Linked DNA regions of Mus musculus: region 2 is linked to region 1. The links are chromatin contacts, called in public Hi-C maps. All regions are on one chromosome and are shown on one strand. The core of a region is the stretch at or near the end of the contact, and the rest is flanking DNA. Distances in the headings are between cores, read along the strand shown.

Region 1 (7,271 bases), core at 2,084-4,583:
GTGAGAATTAAGAATTTGCCCCAAATTGCAAGTGGTTTAAAGGTGGTGGTGGGGTCTGCTGAGGTGACTTCCTGTTGTTCATTTCTCCACTTCCTGGTCTTTGCTCAGCACTGTCCCCTCCCATTCCCAGCCTTCTCCCTGGGACCAGGGCCAAAGTCTGAGGCATGTGTTTCACGAGTCCCTTAAGATCACCATGAAGAAATCAAGTTAGACAAGAAGGAGGTACTAGCCTCTGCAGACCTGGAAGCCAGCATTCACCCAGTGTGGGTAGGAACAGGGCTGGAGAAGCGGAGACATGAGTCAGGCGTGAGGTCTGGATTCCACTACCCTGTCAGCTCTGCCTCTGGGGCAGAGCAGCCATCTTTGTCCTTCAGTTTCTTCCCTAGATCAGCCAACCCAGTGTGCCCCGTGAGTGTTAACGGCACAGAGCAATCAATCCTGATGGGTGTCGTCACCTTTAGTTACTCTGTGGGAAGATCACCCGTCCTTTCTGTCCACTGCCATCATTGAAATGTTTGAGTCCTCACAAGTGCTATTTATGTCCATGCCTCTGTGTGTACATGTCAGTAGCCCAGTTGGGAAAACTCACCAATGCTCTCGGACTCTACTCTGCTCTTCTCAAATGCACATGCAGCTGACTGCCTGTAAATGGATTCAGGCTAGGTGTGAGTGCAGCCCCACGTGTAAGAAAGGAGGAAGCAGGTATCTACGTGGGGATGGTCTTCCAGGCGGGTGGATTTAGTATATGGTCTGGCTCTCTCAGAAGTGGAGGGAATCCTCATCCGAGGCCCAGGAATCATAACTGCAAGTTGGGTTCTCTGCAAATGAACCAGGGACACCTTTGTTTCCAATTGTTTGTGGGGACCCGCCTCAGTGTATCAAGGGCCACGTGAATACAAACAAATACTGACAGAGTGCCCAAGTATGACATATTCTGATGGTGTCTATTTCTAAAGAGATCTTTTTAAACTTAAGATAGCCTTTTAATACACTTTGGTCTTTTGTTTCTTTTTTATCAGGTTGAAATAAATCTATAACATTAGAGATAAAGATAGCTTTTGACCTATACAAATGAAGCTTCATTTGTCCAGCCTAATGTACAGCTACCAGTTGAGATATACCACATTAATTCCACTAGCTGGTTATATCCAAGTGCAGATAAAATCGAATATGGGTCAGGGTTTGGCATTTGGATTTGCAGTAGCCCTTCCTCTCTCCGCTGGAGGGAGAGACTTCAGGGAGTTTGAAGATAAAGAGGATGTCCTTCATTGTCCTGTGTTATTGATTCGTCACATCTCTGCCCTTCATTAAGTCATTTGCCCCAGTGCCAAGCCTTGTTTATTGGGCCACAAGGCCTTCTTGTGGTTCATGAACAGAATTCAGAGTCAGGATCTAAGAAGCTGGGTGCAGAGCCAGTTCATTGAAGGCACAGGCCGCCCATCGCTTGTTTATGGTGTGTTTGAACTCTGTCATCATAATTACCCATTATACCAAAACTCTCAGAACTACAGTCAGCAGCAGACAATGACACTCATTTGGAAAGCAAAAATAAATAAATAAAACCATGTGGGTCCTGGAGGTTGAACCCAGGGTTTTGAATGGGAAAGCGGTATTTAGTACAGCCAAATCCTAGTTGTACAGAATAATAGCCACTGAAAATATTCCTCTGTCCTCTTCTGAGCCCCACTTTCCCTTCTCTGCGTCACACCACGCCCTCCGGTGGTCCTGATGGTGTACTGTTAGTTGTATAAAGCAAAGAGCATTGCATAATTGGTTCCGAAAACTACGTGATTCATCTCCTGCCCTGTTGCCCATTTGATCCAGTGTGTAGATGAAGTAATGCCATCTTGGGCATTCCTCTAATCACCCATTGGGCAAACATTTATCGAGGCTGTGCCATGGACCAGTTCTTTATTCCCAGTGAGTTTGTGGTTGGGATGATCCATCAGACAGATGGAGAGGTGCCAGGCACAATGGAAGTCCATCCCCTCCCTCTGCCCCCTCCCCTCCTGCCACCCCCTTCCCCGCCCTCAGAGGCTTTCCCAAGGATGGTGCCTGATACCAGATGGTTCTCCAGGTGAAAAAAGAGAAGTGGGTGTCAGGTAAGCGGGGTGGCAGGGTTCAAGGTGAAGAGCTGGATATTTTCAATCAGGCATAGTGGGAGAAAAATGACTTACATGGCATGGAGCTCTTTGTATTTTGACTTCTGGAGGTACACGGTGTTCTTGGTCCCCTCTTCCTAACAAGTTGACTCTGTACCTGGTTTTGGCTTTTTATTTATTTATTTATTTATGTCTGTTTCTTTAAAGTTGTATCATCTGTGTGTGCCATCTTTGAGGTTTCATTTAATTAAATTCATGACTTACATTATTTAAAAAAAATTTTTTTAAATGTATGTGTTCAAGTGCTTGTCTGCGCGAAAGTCTGTGCCCTGTGTGTGCCTGGTACCCAGGGAGGCCAGCAGAGGGCCTCAGAGCCCATGAAATTAGAAGTACAGACAGTTGCAAGCTGCTGCGTGGGTGCTGGGAACTAAACCTGAGTTCTCTTCAGGAGAAGTAAGTGCATTTACTCCAGCCCCTTAAACTAGTTCACACAGTGAAGCAACTGCAATTTCCATATGGCTCATGTGTGTGTGTGTGTGTGTGTGTGTGTGTGTGTGCGCGCGTGCACGCATGCATGTATATTTTTTCCCTAGTGAAGATATAAGATCAAAAACTTGCTTCCATTTTTCCAAAGTTCGTGTGTTCCCTTTTGCTACCCACTTTCCCCCCCTCTACTTGTCACATCTTGGATTTTAATTAGCCATCATACATGTTTTCCCAACCTGATCGCACTGGGGTGACTCTAGTCACATTTTGTACTGGAGCTGATGTCAGGAGTGTTACGTTTGTGTAACAGTAGCTCTCCCTGCCCCGTCCCAGTTCTTCCAAGATTCAGCTGAGGTCTCTCTTGTGTAGTCCAGTTGTGTGGCCAATGCTGTCTCCGACTGGACAGCCCCATAAGTGACAGAATGTGGTCTCCAGAGGCATCCTGGTACTGGACTCCTCCCCACCCCAGCTCTGTCACAACTCACACCCGTTGGTTCATGCCAGCAGAGCCACCCTGTCTTTATTCAAGTCTACCATTCTAGTGAGTTCCAGAGGCTTAATATTGATTAGGCAGCTCTGTGATCAGCTGATCAGCTGTCACTCACCGATTCCCAGTTCCATATCCACTGTTCCTGAGTCATGAAAAATAGAGGCAGGAACAGTTTCTTTTCAGAATCCAGAAGTCTCTGCTGTTTGCTCGTCTGGTTTGTTTTTAAGTGGGAGGGAACTTTGATGATTCGTCTCTTGCCTTGGCCATGCAGTTTCTAAGTGTTAATGCACGAGCCTTTCTTTACTTGTTGATGGGGAAGTGTATTTTGCTGGGCTCTAACACTTTTTTGGCAGAGGAGGCTGATCATTTTTCTGATCTCTCTGAGAAGGCCATCCAGTGGTTCAGTGTTCAGCAATCGTATCCTGATGGTTTTGCTAATTCACTGATGATAAACAACCTCCTCAGAGCTAATTATCTATCTATCTATCTATCTATCTATCTATCTATCTATCTATCTATCTATCTATCTTTTTAAAGATAGGCATTCAGCCTGGATCCTTTAGCTTAGAACTTGCATCTTCTTATTAATTCTATAGACAAAACCAAATAGATATACAGATTGTGACTTTAGGAATGGCATGGGCTCACCTGCGGGCCTGGTGGCATAGGTGGGTCTCTATAGCCTCCTTCTGTGCTTACTAGATTCCTTGGGCTCTCTGTATTTCTGCATTGTCGTGTGCCTAGACTAAGTTGTTAGACAGCCCTGTCCTGAGAAGTCACTGTGCCTGAACCATGAGTCAGTAGCCTGAGATGCCAAAGCAATGTGACTTTGCAACACACCCAGTCTCTGAGGAGACTTAGAGACTTCGGGAATGAACACTGGACTTTCCAGTTCATGTGTGATTGCCCCACTTGGCAGTGCTGTTCTGAGTCAGCCGTCTCCATTGGCATGGGGCTGCTTGAGAGCCTGGGGCTCTTGGGGATGTGCGGGGCCAGGGGTCGGGAGAGTTTGCTAGAATCTGCAGGGTGTCTCACGTCATTGACGTGCGTTGGGTGCACCTCCCAGGCTCTCACAAGGGAGGTCTCCTATTGCTGCTGGCTCCCTAGTCATTCTTGGTCCTTTCACTGTGACCATCAGCTACTTCATATCAACAGCCGGTCCCCCTGACCCCTGAATGGGATGACAACATGCAGAAAAGTCACCCAAGGCTTTACCTATGGAGGGGAAGTCAGTCGCCTTCCTCCATCCTTCCCACCCCCAGGGGAAGAAGGAAAAACATTTTCTCTGCTTCCAGGGAGCTTGTAGCTTTGGAGTGGGTTGGCTTCTTGGGCTCAGAGTCGCCCTAGGTTTGGTGGTAGGACTGTTGGGATCTGTTTTTTTTTTTTTCCCCTCCTCCTTTGGGAAAAAGAAGATAGCACATTGTTTTGAGGGTGGTTAAAAGCAATTCCATGTTCTTGAGTTTAGGAAACAGAATAGAGCAAGTACACTGTAGAAGGTGACACATACTTGCGTTCCATTGGGCCGCCTATTAATTTTTAAAGTTTTTAAAATGAATTAAGTGCTGACAGTCCTTTTTCTCCAGGGGATAGTAATGTTACTTCAAATTCCCATATACTTTTTCCAAATAAAAGTCTCCTATAATTATCTTCTCTTCTTCCATTGCTTCCTCCTCCTCTTTCTCCTTCTCCTCCTCCTCTTCCCCTTTCCTCAAGTTTGGCGACAACTAGATAATTTGGAAGCTGCCAAAGTGATTATTTCAGTGTGGCCCAGTACCTTTGGGAGGAGAATGGAATCTTATTTTTCCCCCATCTGCTGACAAAATTCTCCTAATTTCAGAGGGCAATGATGTCACTCTCTAATGAGTAAAATATTTCTTACTAAACAGATGGGTCTCCTTGCCTGACTTCTTTGTAATAGAGTAGGATGTCAGGCACAGTATGCTTCATGTCTTATGTAGCTGTAAGATTTAAGTTGAACAGGATTGCTACGAACTCAGCGAGACTAATATTTTTCTCTTTGTAAACATAAAGATTACCATGATAACAGTGACCCAAAGGTCCCTGCCATGACCGGACATGGCTCAGTCCTCAAGTGTTGGGAAAATTTTGAGTGTATCCAGGCAGAGCCAGAATGTAGCCCTAAGGTAGGGAGGGATCCTGAATACATCACTGCTGGACCATGGAAGGAGACCGGATATGGTGGAGAGATGATGAAATCCAGCTCAGAGAAGGGGGGACAGAAGCTGCCGTTGATTGGTGTCACATGCTGTTGATACAGTGACATCAGCTGAACTCTGCTTTATCCAACTAGATAGGCAAGCATCTGAGGTCAGAGTGGACAAGGAATTATGGCTTTGGGACCATCACAAGACTAACCTCTAGATCATGTATGGACATGGATGTGCCCTGAAACCCATAACTAGTGTTAACCAGCCACTAATACACATTTCAGTTTCCATAGCTAAGGTGCGAGGTCCCATGTGCAGATCTTTTCTCCATCCCAGGCTGAGGCCATCATACCTGACCTGTTTTAACCATCATGCTTCAGGGCCTCCCACGAGCTTTTCCTCACTGTGCTTTCTGTCCTGTGACTTTGTAAGTTTAGAGGATGCTTCCTAGTCATGTTGATACTTCATGTTTTTCTGAGTGCCTTCAATCAGTGTGTTCACTCATTCCCTCATTCATTCATTCATTCATTCATTCACTCATTCCAGTCAATAAATACCTATGTAGCATCAAGATAGATAGAAGTTTTATTTATCCAAGTAGAAAAAAAAAATTGTGGCACTGGTAATGATGGGGAATATAGTTAAGACAACACATTTCTTCAGAGCAAGTTGCAATTGGTGTCAAAAGCCTTGCAGATGTGCACATTTTAAAAAACCCTTCAATTCTAAAATTTAATCATCTGTTCAGAGAAAAAGACTGTGCTAGACATATTAATAAATTTTGTCACAGTATGCATCTGAATTGGTTGGAGACATTCAACTGTCCAGTGACACGCACATTGCTTAAGTAAATGACAACATACTTCTGTGACAGAATGCTGTTAAATCACTAAAATGTTGGTGTACCCTATTGGAAGAGTATTTGTTGACATGGAAAAAATTTCCATGTATTCTTCTTTTAAAATTTAAGAAGTATGCATGACTTAAGAAGTATCTAAAACAGTAATTCTCAACCTTCCAAATGTTGAGGCCCTTTATTTAACACAGTTCCTCACATTGTGGTGACCCCCAACCATAAAATTATTTTTCTTGCTAGTTCATAACTGTAATTTTGCTACCGTTATGAATCATAATGGACCATTTGATCCCCAAAGTGGATGGCAACCCACAGGTTGAGAACTGTTGTTCTAAAGAAAACCACAAGAGGCGCCAGAGGGAAGGAAAGCTTTTACTTCAACAAAGTAAAGCCAGGGTCAGGAATGGTTTTTAGTACCCTTTGTGTCACTGGGATGATATATCATTGTGTGTATGTGGCAGGGCGGGGGATTTGAGAGCTGTAAGTCAAAACGCTACCAATTTTTCTCAATATCAGGATACGGGTCATTTCCTCCTGTGTGGTTTTGCATTTTGCAAAGTTTTAATTGCCATGTGAAATAGATAGAAAGTGTTACTCAAGTATAGCTCTGTAAGTGACCGTGACCGTGCTCCTTGCCACGTTCAGCGAGGGACCAGACGATACAGTGATAAAGGTGGGTATGCCAAGTCTCTAAATCAATGGTTCTCAGCCTTCCTAATGCTGTGACTCTTCAATGCAGTTCCTCATGTTGGGGTGACCCCAACCATAAAAGTATTGCATTGCTACTTCAAAACCGTATTTTTGCTACTGTTAGGAATCGTAATGTAAATATCTGGTACTCAGGAGATCTGATATGTGACCTCTGGCGGGAGGGTCACAACCCACAGGCTGAGAGCTGCTGCACTGGATAAAGCTTGTCTAGGTGCTGTGCAGCCATATAAGCTAAGACAGTGAAAGGGGTGGCTAGAAGGTCCCCCAACCCCTGATTGGTGGACAGAGGCGTTGTTAGATGAGTGTCTGGCAAACTCGGTGATGTGTGAGCACCCAAGAACCTGGGGCACTTGAGTTTCTCTGAGAGGGAGAGTGTGAGAAGCAGCCCCTCTGGGAGGCCCTTTCTAGAGAGCGTCTGAGCAGTGGAGCAGAGCACAGTCCTAACTGTGAGGAAGGGA
Region 2 (7,296 bases), core at 2,760-5,259, 200 kb before region 1:
AGAGCTGAGCAGATATCCACCCTCTTGAAGTTTCGTCTACTTCCTTGTGGATAACCCAGAAATATCATTTGCCCTGTCCCATATGGGCAGCTCCTGTTCCCACAGGCTGGGCCTTCATGGCCACGTACTCTCAATCCATGGTGGCTTCTTCTTTCAGTGTCCTCTCTTCCCTTCTCCTGGTCCCTGCTTGCCTCAGACCCCAAGCCTGAGAACTTGGCTCTTCCCCCTGTGTTCTGCCCAGCCCAGGCTATAGACATCTTTATTAACCAATGAGGAATAACTTGAAGGGCAAGTTTTATACAACAAAGATGGAGGTCTACATGGCGATCTCCTCACCATGGAGCAACCAGGTCTTGGGTACAAAATTTAGCATTTGAATACAAGCAGCACCTGACCAACCTCCTTCAAGGGTCAGTTCATAAGGAAATCAGGCTCTGCTGCTGAGTTCTAGAATAGGCATGCCCCATGCCCTCCTCCTCTGCACTGGTGGTCCAGCTATAGGAACTGGGTGTAAGCAGTAGAATCCACACACAGAAAGCCCATGAGCCAATGATACATGTTTGCTCTAAAAGAACAATTCAAGAACAGGGGTCTCTGGCCAATTAGCTTGCTGAACAAAGTTCTTGTCTGCGTTTTCACACAATTCAAATGAGGACAACATAAAATCAGGTAGAGGGTTACTGGTGCATAGCTACTCTGGAGACGACCCAGCAAGAGCAAAAGTCAACACTTATAACTTGATATTTCAATGCAATTTTCAGGTAATATTATCGTTTGTTCCGTCATACATCTCAATCACTCTATGTGGTTTTGATACATATTAACACACACTAAATTACTTGTTATCGTATACCAAATGCAGTCTGTGAGTTCTGCTTAGGGTGTGGAAATAACAACTAGGCCCTTAGCATGTAAATCCATGATTTATTAGGAATTTCAATCATCCATTTCTGTTCTTATCCTCTAAAACAAAATACACCATTTGCTGATCACAGGGCCAATTCACATTCTAAAAGATATGGGTTAGGGTAAACATTTTTAATCCAATGGGAGTGAAAGGGCTGAAAACTTGCTATGCAAAGACATATGGCTTGTTTCCGTTCTTCACGAAGCTCAGTCGTTAAGAATTACATCTGAAGAGGACAGACTCAGTACATTCATTTTAGAGCATGTTTTTATGAGTAAAGACAGCAGTGGTACTAGCTGGTATTCCTCATATGTAGCTAGTAGAAGGAACCTGTCATGCCTGCCCCTCTACTTCAGACTCTCTATAGCCTCCTTGTGGCTCCTAGAATGTCCCTGTCTTGTGACAAGTTGGTCATGTCTTCCCCTACACACAGCTCACAGCACAATTCCAGTGGATGCTGTTAGTAACCTACTATGAGAACGGTATGTGATAAAATGGGGTGCCAAGGTGACTGGAGCTCAGAGCTGTGCTTGACTCCATGCCTAGAATGTTCTACCCTAGGTGGCTTCTGCCTACTCTAATTTCTTCAGGTTTTGTTCGAATATTTCATGTTTCACTGAGCTTCACCTTATGGCCTCTTTTGGAGTTTTACTCATCATCTTCCCATCTCAAAACTCCACATTCCTTGTTTCTATCTGTTGTTACCCTACAGTACTTGTTGCCGATCAAAGATCATACGAAAGTTTCCAATGATTTGGGTCATTGTATCGTACCCACCCCATTCCTAATACAGGAAGAAGTCTGTAAGAGAAGGGATGTTTGGAAGTTTTGCTTGGTGTATTTTCAAAACAAGAAAAGTATCCCAGACATACAGTGGATCCTCAATAAATTATTTGTTTAACACATCCACTCCACCCCCTTATCACAACTCTACACATTTTCTTGTTGTAGTTTGTCTCTAAAATGTCTCCCAAGGAATCATGGTTGAAGGCATGGTCTCCCAACTGGTGATACTAGCAAGCGGTGTATTGATCATGAGAACACTAACCAACCAATAGATTTTCCCTGAGAACACCTTAGATGAACAAACTATTGGCAAGCAGGGTCTGATTAGCAGAAGCAGACCTTTGGATGGTATACCTGTCTGAAGTTCCACGTTTCTTTCTTGCTCCTTTCCTGCCTCTGTCTCTGTCTCTGTCTCTCATCCTCCTCCCTCTCTCCCTTCTTTCCTGTTTCCCTTACCCTGCCCCGTCATTCTGTCTCTCTGCTTCCTGGCTGCCATAAGGCGAACAACTTTAGTCCACATTCTCTTTTTGTGTAAAAGTAGGGGCTTTTCCATGCCCACCCTTGTTCTGAATAATGACACAGAAACATTTATATTTATTAAAATCTTCAGGCACTGCAGCTGGGTAAATATTCAGCTATTCTCACCCAACAATGCTGGTCTGGCCTACTTTCCACACACACGGCCCGTTGCCTGCCATCTTCGTCTCTTCCTGGGCATCCTTCTTCATCTATGTGCCAGTGGTGACTCTCCTGGTCCCCACCTGAGACCCTCTCTCTCTATGCATGGAAGTTCTGCCTTTTACTTCCTGCCCTTGGCTGTTAATTGACAGGTGATGCTGTCACACAGTGCAGGAGAGCTTATCCCTACATTCTTGCTGGGATGGATGCTCTGCCTCGCCAAATGCCCACCACAATGGAGCCAGCCCACCATGGACTGAAACCTCTGAGACCATAAGCCGAAACGACTATTTCCTCCAAGTCATGTATGTCAGAAACCTTGCCATGGCTGAAGAGAGCAACTACCATACCTCCATTGTGAACTCTGCCTACATACCAGAGTGGTAGCAAGAAGTCAATAAGTCTGATCAAAAATATTTTTACATTCACTCTGGGAAATATTGTCATTCTATAACCAAATCAGTAGGCAGATTACAGGAAGCCGGAGAGGATCGTGGTCAGGTGGAAGCAGAGACAAAAGCTACAAATCTGCAGTTGCCAAGTAGTTGACTGGCCTATGAGTTTGTCATGCCATGTGGCTGCTTCAACTAGGGACATAAGACTTACGCATGCATGTGTCTCAGTCTATTGTGAGCTGCTAAAAGGCAGAATCACAGATCTCATAACTTTTAAAGGATGTAAGCTGATTGGCTTATAGTTCTTGGGGCTGAGGAGTCTGCCATAAGGTTTGTGTCTAGAGAATCTGTTCTTTCCCTCCAACTTGGTGCTTTTCACATCCTCCAGCAGGAACAAAGCCTGGATCCTCACCCTTCAGAAGGCAGGAAGGACGGGAGAGAGGAACACATTGGACCGAACTCACCTTTCTTTAACAGTGTCATAACATTATATCAGCATGCTTTGATAATATCCACGAAAGCCCATTATCCATTGTTAAGGTTCCCACCTTTTAATAAAGTTCATTAATGTCAATTCTATTCCAACCTGAGTTGGAATGAGGACAATAATTTGTGCTTGTGGCAGCTCTTATCATCAGGACCTGATTAAGTGAGCTTTGCATCAAGCCTTGGACTTGCCAATCCTAAGCAAAAAGTGTAGGTTTCCTCTCTAGGGAGCCGTGAGAGTTAAAGAACTGGGTGTGTTGGCATTTCCTAAAGCAAATGGTAGCATCCCCAGTGTGGTCCTGCCAGGAGTATATTATCCCAAGACACTTTCACTGTAGCATAGCTTTCTAGGTCTTGCCAGAGGGAGTAGCAGTGAAAACTGGCTCTCTCACATGGATTCAGTCCAGTGTTCGTTCTGCCATGAGTTGGCAGCTTCTAGCTAGTGAGAAACAACCAGGTAGATAGTATTGAGGAACATTTCCTAAAGTTGTCCTCTGGCCTCCACATGAAATGAACACACACACACACACACACACACACACACACACACACACACACACACAGAGAGAGAGAGAGAAAGAGAGAGAGAGAGAGAGAGAGAGAGAGAGGTTTAAATGACATACCCCACACACACACACCAAAGTCTTGGGCATTTGAATACTCCGTCTCCAGTTGGTGGTGCTATTGGAGTAGGTTTAGGACCTATAGTCTTGTTGAAGGACATATGTCATTGTGGTTAGGCTTTGAGGTTTCAAGAGCCATGTGCTACTCCCACTAAGCTCTCTGCTTCTGATGCCTGCTGCTCAAGATGTGTGCTCTCAGCTTGCTCCTCCAGTTTCAATATTTGCCTGCCACACTTCCCACCTACCACAGTGATGGACAGTGATCTTTTGGAAACCCAAAGAAACCCTTCTTCTTGTGTAGCCTTAGACATGGTACATTACAGAAATAGAAAAGTGATGAATTCAACATGTATTCACAAACAGCCTCACACACACACACACACACACACACTCGTATACATACATACACAAGCACAGCCCATATACACACACACAAATGTTATTACTCTGAGTGCTTTTTTTATACTTCATCCTAATTGCAAAAACCAACCTTCATTAATACTTCTGCCCAGACAAGATACCTAGGGAGCATCTTGATATCCAGCACATACTTCCATGCCTTGAGTCTCACACGAGTGCTCATACACACCCCAGATAGGAGGCAACAGGTGTCGGCTCCTAACCAGTGCTCATGCACTGGCCCTCAGACTGCCTCTGCATGACCTAGTTTCTCAAGCAGTTGAGAATTTCAGAGTTGAACCAGAGAAATATCCTTCAAAGGTTCTAACAGAATTTCTGTGACTCAAAGCCAAGGTACCTTTATTGTGTGCATTTTTCAGTCTCTGAGGATGAACCAGGGTTTCACTGAAGGGGGGGAGCACTCCGACACACATAGCCAGAGCTGGCCGTGCTCCCCACACAGTATAACATAAGTTGACATTTGGCCCAAGATTGCACTGCAGCTTTGGTTATCTGGGTTATGTGAAGGGTAACGTCAACTCCTCCTTGTTTTCGTGGAATAATTGCTAATGAATATAATCATGTTCCAATGTCATCTGTTTCATTTGCAAGTTGGCAGGGACAGAAAAAAGGCAGCTTTCTTTAGAAACGATTAAAACATGGTATTGGGATGAGATCACCAGCTTACAATTAAGTCATTATTTTCCCCTTACATTAATAAATTTCAGTGATGGAACCCAGGATCTTGTAGCTGGCTCCCCAGCCAAAGAAGATCAAGTGTTCAGCATGTGGGCTGCCTTCCCTGAGTTTTCGGCATACTTTCCCACACCCGGGCTGTGGTGCCTGACAGGCTCCGTGCACTACATGCACTGTGTGGGGCCTCTGTGGACCAAGGCAGCTTGCAGCACTGGCCAACTCAGAACTGAAGGCTTTGCAACCCAGAAGAGGGGAAAGAGATTTTTTATTATTATTTAAACTCCCTAGTTGCCTTTATTGTCACCTGATCTGCTCTGAGCTAGTAAGTGAAAGAGACATTCTTTAAAGAGGAAGAAAAGCTAATAATTTTGTGCTGGAGGAGGTATCCTCCAGCTGAGGTCAGAAAAAGTTATCTGTTGCAAACTCCTAAGGCAGATTTCGTCTCCCACGTGACTCATTTTGTCTTCCTCGTCACTGTCTCTTTAGTTAGGTTTTTTTTATCTCTTTTTCTCTCTTACAAATGAAACATTTCAAAGCATCCAGAGACCTATTTGTGGTAAGCTCAAAAAAAAAAAAAAAAAAAAAAAAAAAAAAAAGAAAGTCTGTAAAATATTTAAAGCCTATCTCAGGGAAAGAAATATCCCCTGGAATTAGAGCCGTCAGATTCTGGGTTCTTTGAAATTCTATCGCTCTATTAAAGATTATTGCTATCTCTCTCTCTGGCCTTAAGACAGAAAAATAATCGGAAGAGCCCAGAAATGAGAACTGAGGCCTGTCATCCCACCCATCCCTTTAGCCATTTGTCAGACACTGAACAAATCATTTAACCTAGATGAAGAGCTGGATCATGTCCACAGGGAACCCTCTCACAGTCTGAGCACTTCCAAGCAAGCAGACATGGACAAGTACTGTGAGCACCAATTTATGAGGGTGGACTTCTAGAACTTTCCTAAACATACATGCTTTGAGATGAAAACATGCAGACAAATGGCATCTCCCCCTACTTCTAAAACTTGAAATTTATAGTCCCTTTGAGTTATGTCTGAGGAAGCTATGAGACTATGCCCATTGTAAAGTCTCAGGGTGCATATCTATATTCTGCATAAATATTTAAACAGAAAGTTTAGAATGCCTCTCAGTCACCATAGAGGCAATAAGCTATAGCACTGTACAGCTTCATAAAGGAGGCAAGCCTTGTGGTTCAGAGAGTGGAGTTCTGGGAGCCACAGAGCTGGGATTTACGTCTCTGGCCTTGAGATATTGATTTGGCCTCCCCGTGCTTCAGTTTCATCTGTACACAGGCTAAGTCCAGTACCTACCATTTACAACTGTTGTAAGGACTTCAGTAAATCAGTGGTTCTCAGGATGTGAATCATGACCCCTCTAACAAACTTCTATCTCCAAAAATATTTACATTTTGATTCACTACAGTAGCAAAATTGCAGTTACGAAGTAGCAAAAAAATGATTGGGGGGGGGTGGACACCACCACACAAGGAACTGTATTAAATAGTTGCAACATTAGGGAGGTTGAGAACCAGTGCACTAGATAATAATCGATTGGAAACAACTCTCTCTCCATTATCAGCACATAAGTAGTCAAATATGTATTTAGGTATGACTTTCATGAGCTGAGAATTTGGTTGAAGATGAAGAACATTAGTTCCTTCTGTATGGACTGGCTACTTCATTAAACCTTCTAATAATTTTCTTTCTCTTTCTTCTTTATAGATTGGGAACTATGTTTTATGTATACATTTTTATGTGCAGGTGTGTGTGTGTGTGTGTGTGTACATGCTTGTGTGCGTTTGTGTGTAAGTGCATGTGCACATATGCATGTGCATGTATGTGTGTGCATTTTTGTGTACATGTGTGTGCATTTGTGCATGTGTGTGTGCGTGTGTGTGTGTGTGTGTGTGTGTATGTGTGTGTACAAGTATGTGTCTGTGGTCTAGAAATCAATCTCAAATAGTGTTCCTCATTATACTACCCACCAAGCTGAGTTACAATTTGTTACTCAGCTTGGAGCTTGCAGATACCACTAAGCTGACTAGCCAGCAGCTAAGCCTGAGGGATTCCCCCGTGTTACCTCTCCAACACTTAGATTACAAATGTGCACGCTCAGCTGTTTTTTGTTGTTGGTGTTGTTTTGTTTTGCATGGATTCTGGGGGTGAAGCTCAAATCTTCATGTTTGAGAGACAAGCACGTTATCAATTGAGCTATCTCCTCAGAACCAAGTTTGGTTTATGTCCCAAAGCCTTCTCCTTATAGAAAACACACTCATTTCATTTCACTCTCAGCATTTGGGTTTTATTAACTGTCAGTC

What was found. Hi-C and Micro-C count contacts between places; a contact is called where the count stands out from the background.
Region 2: a Hi-C map of bone marrow-derived macrophages shows a contact between it and region 1, with 27 read pairs. The contact joins two enhancer-like sites. A contact is called at or near these places in 5 of 39 promoter capture datasets (cranial neural crest, liver, pre-B cells and 1 more), 5 of 484 Hi-C or Micro-C datasets (bone marrow-derived macrophages, embryonic fibroblasts, embryonic stem cells and 2 more), 3 of 115 datasets of contacts at active chromatin or transcription factors (bone marrow-derived macrophages, embryonic limb bud and heart atrium) and 2 of 9 other capture datasets (adipose tissue and embryonic stem cells).

The regions. Positions count from the first base shown.
Region 1 is chr10:8,765,548-8,772,818 of GRCm38.p6, reverse strand. The region is part of intron 8 of Sash1 (SAM and SH3 domain containing 1); the gene reads left to right. Among named protein-coding and RNA genes, the nearest start is that of Gm25410, 55 kb to the left of the region's middle. Within about 2 kb of position 3,333, at least 56 of the 459 cell types and tissues checked have an H3K27ac peak or open chromatin away from gene starts, as enhancers often do. A contact at or near this core is called in bone marrow-derived macrophages, where this site is marked.
Region 2 is chr10:8,970,809-8,978,104 of GRCm38.p6, reverse strand. No RefSeq gene overlaps it. Among named protein-coding and RNA genes, the nearest start is that of Gm51794, 34 kb to the left of the region's middle. Within about 2 kb of position 4,009, at least 45 of the 459 cell types and tissues checked have an H3K27ac peak or open chromatin away from gene starts, as enhancers often do. A contact at or near this core is called in bone marrow-derived macrophages, where this site is marked.